Linked DNA regions of Mus musculus: region 1 is linked to region 2. A link is a contact called in public HiChIP or PLAC-seq data. All regions are on one chromosome and are shown on one strand. The core of a region is the stretch at or near the end of the contact, and the rest is flanking DNA. Distances in the headings are between cores, read along the strand shown.

The links. HiChIP or PLAC-seq counts read pairs in DNA pulled down with a chosen protein or histone mark.
Region 1: an H3K27ac HiChIP or PLAC-seq map of heart atrium shows a contact between it and region 2, with 7 times the contacts expected there. The contact joins two enhancer-like sites. A contact is called at or near these places in 4 of 39 promoter capture datasets (cranial neural crest, embryonic stem cells, frontonasal cranial neural crest and 1 more), 2 of 484 Hi-C or Micro-C datasets (the HL-1 cell line and nephron progenitors) and 4 of 115 datasets of contacts at active chromatin or transcription factors (double positive thymocytes, embryonic fibroblasts, extraembryonic endoderm stem cells and 1 more).

Annotation. Positions count from the first base shown.
Region 1 is chr11:65,636,962-65,641,927 of GRCm38.p6, forward strand. No RefSeq gene overlaps it. Among named protein-coding and RNA genes, the nearest start is that of Gm40026, 11 kb to the right of the region's middle. Within about 2 kb of position 3,525, at least 3 of the 459 cell types and tissues checked have an H3K27ac peak or open chromatin away from gene starts, as enhancers often do. A contact at or near this core is called in heart atrium, where this site is marked.
Region 2 is chr11:65,302,478-65,306,883 of GRCm38.p6, forward strand. No RefSeq gene overlaps it. Among named protein-coding and RNA genes, the nearest start is that of Gm12295, 17 kb to the left of the region's middle. Within about 2 kb of position 1,499, at least 15 of the 459 cell types and tissues checked have an H3K27ac peak or open chromatin away from gene starts, as enhancers often do. A contact at or near this core is called in heart atrium, where this site is marked.

The DNA of each region.
Region 1 (4,966 bases), core at 2,275-4,774, 340 kb after region 2:
ATAGCTCAGTCAACAAGCTCAGTAAAAAGACTCTTGAAAAGTAAAGAGTGATAGAGGGCTGGGCAGTAGTAGTGCACACCTTTAATCCCAGCATTTGGGTAGCAGAGGCAGGCAGATCTTTGGGCGTTCAAGGCCAGCAGGATCTACAGATAGAATTCCAGAACAGCTGGGGCTATACAGAGAGACTGTGTTTGAAGAAAGAAAAAAAATCAAGAATGATATAGGAAGACAACTGAAATAGACCTTCACAAGCATACACACGGGTATGCACACACACACAGTGCAGTTTATTTTAGTATCTTTTAACTTTGTTTTCTAATCACTAGCAGGCTGTTGAATGGAATATTTCCTGTTGTTTCAAAACACACACATACTCACTCACTCACACACACACACACACACACACACACACGCACAAACACACACACACAGTGTTGTTCATTTCAGCATCTATTACTTTGATTTCTAACCACTAGCAGACTGTTAAATGGGATATTTCCTGTTGTTTCAGAGTTGACAGCCAGATCATTTCTTCATCAGCCTCTTGGCTGAGATCTCTGCAGAACTGACAGCCAACATATAAAGTTGTGAAAAAGAGGCAAGAAAAGGTCTTTATTCTAAACAGAATCGACCAGAAAACTCCTGTGGCACTTGCTATGAGATGTGAGAAGTGGCTTTCCTAGCCATGCTTTCGATTGCCTGGCTTCAGATGCTTTGAGATATGGGGACTGTGCTGACCTTGAATTGCCCCTTCCAGGGTCAGGCAACTCATAGGTACAGCAAAGGACTTGCCTTGGCTACTTCTTTCAAATTCGTACAACCAAGCTAAGGCTCATATCCCTAACCACCTCTTCCCTCTGACTGTCACACTTCTGGCCACTAGCTTGTCATTCTAATCCCCCTGAGCCAGACACCAGATGAGGGACAGCTTGATGCCCACAGCTGTGGGCAAGCAAGCCACTGAGCAGTTCTCTTCTGTGGTTTTTGCTTCAAGCTCCTGCCTTGAGCTCCTATCATGAACTTCTCATCATGATAGACTCTAACCCGTGAGCTAAAATAAACCCTTTCCTATTCACATTTTTTTGGGTCTTGGTATTTTATCACAACAACAAAAATTGACTTATTCGGGTACTCTTAATAACCCTGCTATAATAATGGGGAGATGCAGTGAGGGCCCAGCAGTCTGTTCTTTAGTGGCAGGCCTTTGTCTCCACAGGCCTGCTGACAAAACGAAGAAGAATCAGAAGGAGACAGAAGCCCAGATGGGCTTATGGAGTAGCCACAGCCCACCGTGTGGCATGACCAGGATACAAGAGCTTCCCACAGGGTCAAGCAGACACTGTGGAATGTAGCTGGGCTTGAGCCATTTTTCCAGGACCCAATAAAGAGGGCTGTCTACTGGCAGCCAAACCTTCCTAGCAGAACTAATGGAGAATCGGTACTTATAAAGAGCCAGGGAATTGAGCTATGAGGAGACCACACAGGGTTTTCCAAAGAGCTAGTCACCACCTCCAGGATAGCCAGTGTTTTGACACCCATCACATGACAGGTGACACAGAGCTAAGACTGGCTTGGCAGTGAGGGCCAGAGAAGTGGAAGCAGCTATAGAGAGTAAGTGAAGGTGCTGAGGTTGGTGGTAGAAGTTGTGGTGGGCATGGAAATGGCAGTGAGAAGGAAATAGAGATTGTGGTGGAGGTGGTAGTGGAGTTAGAGGTAGAGACAGAGATGGTAGAGGTGGTGGAGGTGTGAAAGCAATTGTGATAGAGGTGATGTGGAGGTTGGGGTCTTGGAGATGGTGGTATGGGGATAGTTTGTCATGGAGATGATGGCTTGAAAGTTATGGTCATGGAGATGATGCTATGAAGGTAATGGTCATGGAGATGATGGTGTGGAGGTAGTGATGGTAGAGATGGACATGGTTATGTCAAAGGTGATAGTGATGGAGGTAGTGGTAGAGGTTGTAGTGGTGACAACAGTGGACTGACAGACCACTAGGAATTGGCAGATGGAGATACACAAGAAGAACACAAATGGAATCTGTAGGTTCTTTCTGAGTTTTTAGAGAATGTTAATAGATATTGAAACTCACATTAAGATTGTGCACATTTCAGATAAGAACACTCAGTAGGCATACTGTGCCTGAGACTAGCCCTCCACAACCTACTTCCTTGCTCCATTAGCATTTTTTCTTTTTTTCCCTAACAGTCCCCTCAAATTCAAAACAAAGGAATTGATTGACTCTCATCTTTTTGGGTAGCTCTCCAGTGTTGGGGACATTTTGGGGGACTTGTGCCAACTTTTCAGCCTTCATCTGAGATACAAAGGAATCTGTCACTGCAGCTCTCTAGATCTCTCTCTATGAGCGCTCTCCTTTCTTGTTGGTATGCCCCATGGCTAACACCAGAGTTGCCCTTTCTTTGGTTTTGTTCCTTAGGTTTGGGTTTGGGGAGGTGTGCTAGATGTTCAGTGTATCTCAGGCTTGCCTCCTCCTCACGCCCCCCTCCTTTAGCCTCTTCAGGTTCTGGGATTATAGGCATGTTTGTCCACACCTGGAAAGTTGGCTTTTCTTACTATGCTTCAGCCTCTGCCTGTCTTTGGTGTTTCTCAACACAGTAGTCATTCCTATCAGTCAACCTGTCTATCCAGGGCTGGAGGAAGACATGGTGACCTGATTTAAGAAGGTCCCCAGGAATGACTACAAACCCACCTTACACAGCATAGACAATGTCAGAGGACTGCTCTTTTTGCCTTCTCTTGATGGCTCTGGGTTTATGTCTGTGCTTTCTGGGAACTTCTACTTCAAGAGAGCTATTTACCTTATGAACAGACCTTAAAGACAACTTCAGAAGGACTATCAGAAATCACAACATTACAGGACTGGAGAGATGGCTTTTCTGGAGGTTCAGAGTTCAGTCCACAGCACCCCTTTCAGGTGACTCACTACTCCCTATAATGCCAGCTCTCTGGAAATCTGAAGTCTTTCGCTTCCATGTACTCACACACAGACTTATTTATATATGCATAATAAATCTTTTTGAAAAAATTATAAAAGCAACCAAGGCAGAGGGACTATCTAGGTATAGCTTGAACTCAATGCCAAGAGCTCAGAATGTGAGTGTAACATCTGATTTGATTCCCCACGTAAAATGTGTGGGGAAAATCAATAAGCTGGAGCCCTAGAGTCAAGAAGAAAGTAAACAGCCATCCCGCCATTAAATTGCTATCATCCTATAATGCAATTTAGGGTAAGTGTAGCTTCCCTTCATTTCCCATGCTACCTCTCCCTATAACAGAGAACAATAATGCACAGCAAACCCACTCTTTACATATAACAGGTTGTAAGTGGTCTACACAATATTAAGAGATGACCTCTGAGAGCCTGTAGTCACCCGCCCCTGCTCTGTCAGTGTCAAAGGCAGAGCCAAACAGACTCTCAGAAACTTGGCTTCTGCCACTGGGTTCCTCAGGAGTTTGGGCAAACACAGCAGCAGACGTCCTGCATCCAAGAACTGCCCTTTTCCACCAACGTCAAACACGTTTCACAGCTGACCTGCCAAGAATGTGAATCCCTCTTCAAGATACACAAGCCCAAGACAACGCACAGCAGCCAAAAGAGGGAATCTCCATTTAGCCCAAATCCTGGTCTATCCCTTACAGATGGACAGTGTGTATACGGACTGGCATGGATCCCAGCCCTTGGTTACACTCTGAAAGTTCAGGATTACTTCAGAAGTAGATGGAGGAGATAAAGCAAGCCCTTCAAGGTCCTCTGCTGTCTATGGGGATTCGGAAAGTGTGGCTGATGGAGGTTTAAGCCGTCAGTTCCTTTATGAGACATTTGACCTGGCTGCTTCTGTGGCCACAGTCACACAGGAAAAGGCATGGGCTCTCTGCTATGGAGGGCTAATTGTGGGACACCCTTTCTCTGGCCATCTATGTGGCCTCTCGATCTATTAGGTCAAACATGAGGGTAGTACAGCAGCTGGAAGGAGAGCTATACCAGGAGTGAGGAAATTGGAGTCAAGTCTGACTCTTGACATGGATTTCCCTGTGGCCTTGGAAGTTTGCGTTCAGAGTACCTGACTTCAGTTTTCACATTCTTTACATTTGGAGACGGGGAGAGCCTTGACCATGAGGTTCCATACATTCTTGACATCCTAGATAATTGTCTAGCTACAAGATCCTAACACGGCTTCTCTCATTAATAAAACAGTGCAAAATAGATGTAGCCCTTAGACTGACTGTCAGCAGAGACCAAATCTGGCAGATAGATGTGGGCAGAAAGCAATATGCTGTCTCTCCTAGAGTTCTCTGCTGCCTCTGGACTCTGAGACTAGAATTTTTTTTTTCAGCTTGAGCCTGGAAGAGATGGGAATGGAAATATAGCCTGGAGTGTAAACTTCTGCTTTCATTAAGACCTGTTCTAATGACAAGCAGGTCTGCCCAGAGCAGGTCCTTCCTGATTACCTCTGAGCTTTTAGACATACTTCACAAACCAGGAGTAACTGACGAACTTCCTCCATGAAGTGAGCCGCAGAAATAGCAGGCCTATTCACAAAAAGAAAACAACAAAAAACAGTCAGCAGAGTTAAAGATCAAAAAGAGGGGAAAACACCATCAAGTATAAAAGAATAGACAACACCGGGTACAGCACTGTTCAGTTCTAAAGTCACAATGAAATCAATGGTTTTATGTTTTTTGTTTTAAATACTAAACATTCTGACATTAGAAGATGTAGAAGACCTTAATAGGCAAATCATCTCAAAACGTTTTGGAAAATTTGTCAGCAAAAGACTTTCAATAGACTTCAGCTAGACTTTCTATGAACCTTGGATAGATGACTTTCAGATAGTTTTATTAGTTAATTATCTGCAAGTTTCAGGGGAGAAGGAAGAAAAGGAAAAAAAAGAATTGTTTAAGCCATTCTAGAGAGTTCTAGAACTCACAATTCATTTTCCTATCACTG
Region 2 (4,406 bases), core at 249-2,748:
TGGGTCATCTAAATCTCTGAGGATAGGCAGTTTTGAACACATACACACACACACACACACACACACACACACCCCTAAATTGAAAAATCTAGAGCCAGCTGAAGAACTGTAAAATAGCTTCCTGCCCTGCCTACAGTTTCTTTCTAAGGTGACTCTGAAAATATTTTCAGGGTCTCCCTTTTAAAACCTAACACAGGCAGCTCCTCTTCTCTGCAAGGGTTCTCCTGCCTTGCAGTTCAGGCTGTCTTTGGAACTTCCTTCAGTACGTATCTTTGGAGAGTACTTCTGAGTGAGGTTTCTGGGACAGCCGGTGAAGAAGGAAGGCACCCTCTCATTCTTATAGAATGTTTTAGTTGACAGAATTTATACACATGGTATTTTGAAACACTTGCATGTGTCCAATGGCTTAATTCCTCTCACAGCATGCACTGATTTCTGTGGAGAGAGGACTGTGGGCCTACACTCAGTAATCTTAGGTACAATGCGCCATTGTCTGTATTGTGTACCACGAATCTCTTGAACTTTTTCTTCTCTCTCCTCTCACAGACATCTCTCCAAATCTCTTAGCCCTGCTTCCACCATCCCTTCTGTTTTGATGAATCTGCCATCTTTAGATCCCATGTAGCCATGAGCACATTGCACAATTTATTTTAGCAGGTCAGGATGACTTCACGAAACTGCTGTCCTCAGGTTCATCCCATGGCTGCAAATGAAAGAATTTCTTTCTCTCTCATGGCTGAACTTCGTTTTTATAGAGATTCAGTTCAGGGGACTGGGTGAATCAGGGGCCCAGGCATATCACATCACAGTCAATCTGTCAAGACCTGTTTGGGAAAACCCAGACAACAGACGAGCTTAAGGCCTAGATAGGGGGAAACTTTAAAAAGTATAAACTCTGTTTGTTTCACAACTCGTATTTATTTGTGTGTAGCCATGCACACGCACTGTGACATGCTGGTGCAGGTCAGAGGACAACTTGCTGGTTCTCCACTCTGTGGGTCCTGAGAATTAAATTCAGCTCATTAGTTATGGCAGTCAGTGCTCTGACTCCCTGGGCCATCTTGCTTGCCCTCTATCCCATAACTTCTAATGAGTAAAAATTAATAAAGGGAGTTTTGATGCAAGAAATAAAAAACAAATCTCAGTTAGTCATCCCAGCCAACAGGTCTGTTTCTGTGTTTTATCTCTACCCATCTATTTTTTTTCCCATTCATTTCAGCAATACTCACGCACAGTAGGCACTTTCCACACTATGCAGGGTGTGGATACAAGGGGTCTTCCATATGTATTGAGTTAGGGCCATTTGTCCCTCAATCTCCTTTCATGCATTTCAGGTCCCTCTTAAGCCACAGAGCATAGGGCCCACTTAAGATGCCATCTAGCTAGCTGCCATTTGGTCTCACCAGATGCTCTGTCCCTGGTTGACATTGTTCAGCAGCTCTCATGCCTGTGTCACTTCCCCTGAGAAACAGGAGAGATAAGGCAGGCTCTCGTGTATTTGCTTGGCTCTGAGCGGACTGTACAGCACCATTTGGGAACCCTCTTCTCTTATCACTGTCAAGGGTGTCAGCTGTCCAGAAAACTGCGAGCAGAAAATAACATTGAGATAGGCTAAATGCACAGGGCCACCATGAACCCTGTTAGAGGGGGTGGGGGGGAGGGTGCAGCACCCTCTGCTGTCACAGAGTAGGCAGAAATTCACCCTGTTCTGCACTTTCTCTTGAGTGTTGTCATTGCAAAGCCAGAAGGACCCACATTCTGAATACACACTTAGAGAGCTCAGCTCCTGTCCCTTATTGCTCATAAAGGAGATGGATCTCGTTTTGTGCTAATGAGCACCAGAAAGGGGCAGCAATGCATATTTTGGGAACCTTGTGTCCCTCATACATTCCTTGAGGCCCTGGCTTGAGAAAGGAGTCCTCCTCAAGGTCACTCCTTTGAAGGTCATATGTACATCTTTGTTTGCAACTCCACTTCCTGGACTGTTGGCACCTATAGAATTTTTTCTTTTTTTTTGGAAGTTTCTTCCTCTATATCTTGGCAGGCTCTGTCCCCAGTTCCATTCCGCAGGGTCTTCTTGACACTTTTATTTATTGCTGCCCACCCTTACAACCCTACGAATTCCTGCCGTCCAGTGTGGTCCACACTGCACCTGCATGCTGCTAAGCACTGAGCATGTCCAGTGCTGTGCAAACAAGGGAGTCAAATATGAAAAGTTTTGAACTGCAGTTCGTACAAATGTCAAGACCACAGCATTGTCCTGTGGAGGGATTTGCTTGATCATTTCACAGATCTTTGACTATTTAACACTCAAACTCAGATATGCTGAAATTAAAATTTTACTCTTTAAAGTGATTGTGTGTGTGTGTGTATTCGAATGTGTGTGTTTGAGTGAACCCTGGCTATCCTCCCATCTCTGTCTTCCTAATGCTTAGATTGACAAAAACACCCACACATCACCACGTCCAGATTTTTATGTGGTGCAGGGGTCAAGTCAGGGCCTTCATGCTTACATAATGACACTTAACTGACTGAGCTATCTTACCATCTGTCTTAGTCAGGGTTTCTATTCCTGTACAAAACATCATGGGCAAGAAGCAAGTTGGGGAGGAAAGGGTTTATTCAGCTTACACTTCCACATTGCTGTTCATCACCAAAGGAAGTCGGGACAGGAAGTCACACAGGGCAGGAACTTGGAGGCAGGAGTGGATACAGAAGCCATGAAGGATTGTTGCTTACTGGATTGTTTCACCTGGCTTGCTCAGATTGCTTTCTTATAGAACCCAGGACTACCAGCCCAGGGATGCCACCACCTACAATGGCTAGACCCTCCCACCATGATCACTAATTGAGAAAATGCCTTACAGCTGGATCTCATGAAGGTATATCCTCAAGGGAGCCTCCTTTCTGTGTGATAACTCCAGCTTGTATCAAGTTGACACACCAAAGCAGCCAGTACAATTGACCCCTTGTCAACTTGACATACAAACGTATCACTATTAACCCTCAACCCTTATTTTCTTATTCATCCTCAAGGTCTAAATAACTTTAAAAGTCCCACAGTCTTTACAAATGCTTACATATTAAAATTTCAATCCCTTTAAAATATCCAATCTTTTTTGAAGTTCAAAGTCTTTTTACAGTTCCAAGTCTCTTAACTGTGAGCTCCACTAAAATACTTTCTTACTTACTTCAAGAGGGAAAACTATCAGGGCACAGTCACAATCAAAAGCAAAATCAAATTCTTACTGTCCAATGTCTGGGTTCTACTCATGATCTTCTGGCCTCCTCCAAGGGCTTGGGTCACTTCTCCAGCCCTGCCCCTTTGTAGCACACACCTTGTCTTCTAGGCTCCAGCCGCCTGTACTCCACTGCTGCTGCTGTTCTTGGTGATCACCTCATGGTACCGGCATCTCCAAAACACTGTCTTCCATTGCAACTAGGTTTCAACAATAGCCTCTCATACATTGGCTCTCTTCATGGTGCCAAGCCTCAACTCCTTTGCATGACCCCTTCAGTCCTGGGCCATCAATTGCAAGTAAGGCTGCACTTTCACCAATGGCCTTCCATGGCTTCTCATAATGTCAAGCCTCAGCTGTTCTTCATGACTCCTTTATGGCTTCAAAGCCAGTACCATCTGGTTGACTCTTACACATTACCCAGTCCAGCCATAGCACAAGATACAACCTTGACTATCTCTGGAACACAGCCTCTTTGTGCTCTCAGAAAACACTTCCCAGAAGATTTCACCTTAATAATGCTAGTCTCTTCTTAGTTACTGGCAATTTCTTAGCTCTAGCTAACCAGTGTCAATAGTCCCCGTAATGCAAAGGTTTCGCTTTAGTAGTTCTGTTATCTTGTTAATCACAGCTGATTCTTCAGCTTCAGCTAACCAAAACCACAGAATTTTCATAATCAAAACAGCAACGGCCGTGATAAGAGTCTTTAATCTTCCCTATGAAATTTCACAAGTCAGGCCTCCATCATTTGCACTGTTCTCAACATTATCTTCCAAACTCCTACAAAACATCTCACAGAGCTCTTAATACCCAATGGCTCTTCTAGCCCAAAGTTCCAAAGTCCTTCCACAGTCCTCCCCAAAACATGGTCAGGTTATCACAGGAATACCCCATTAAGCTGGTACCAACTTGTCTTAGTCAAAGTTTCTATTCCTGCACAAAACATCATGGGCAAGAAGCAGGTTGGGGAGGAAAGGGTTTATTCAGCTTACACTTCCACGTTGCTGTTTATCACCAAAGGAAGTCAGGGCAGGAACTCATACAGGGCAGGAACTTGGAAGCAGAAGCTAATGCAGAAGCCATGGAGGGGTGCTACTTACTGGATTGCTTCCCCTGGCTTGCTCGGCTTGCTCAGCTTGCTTTATTATAGAACTCAAGAGTACTGGC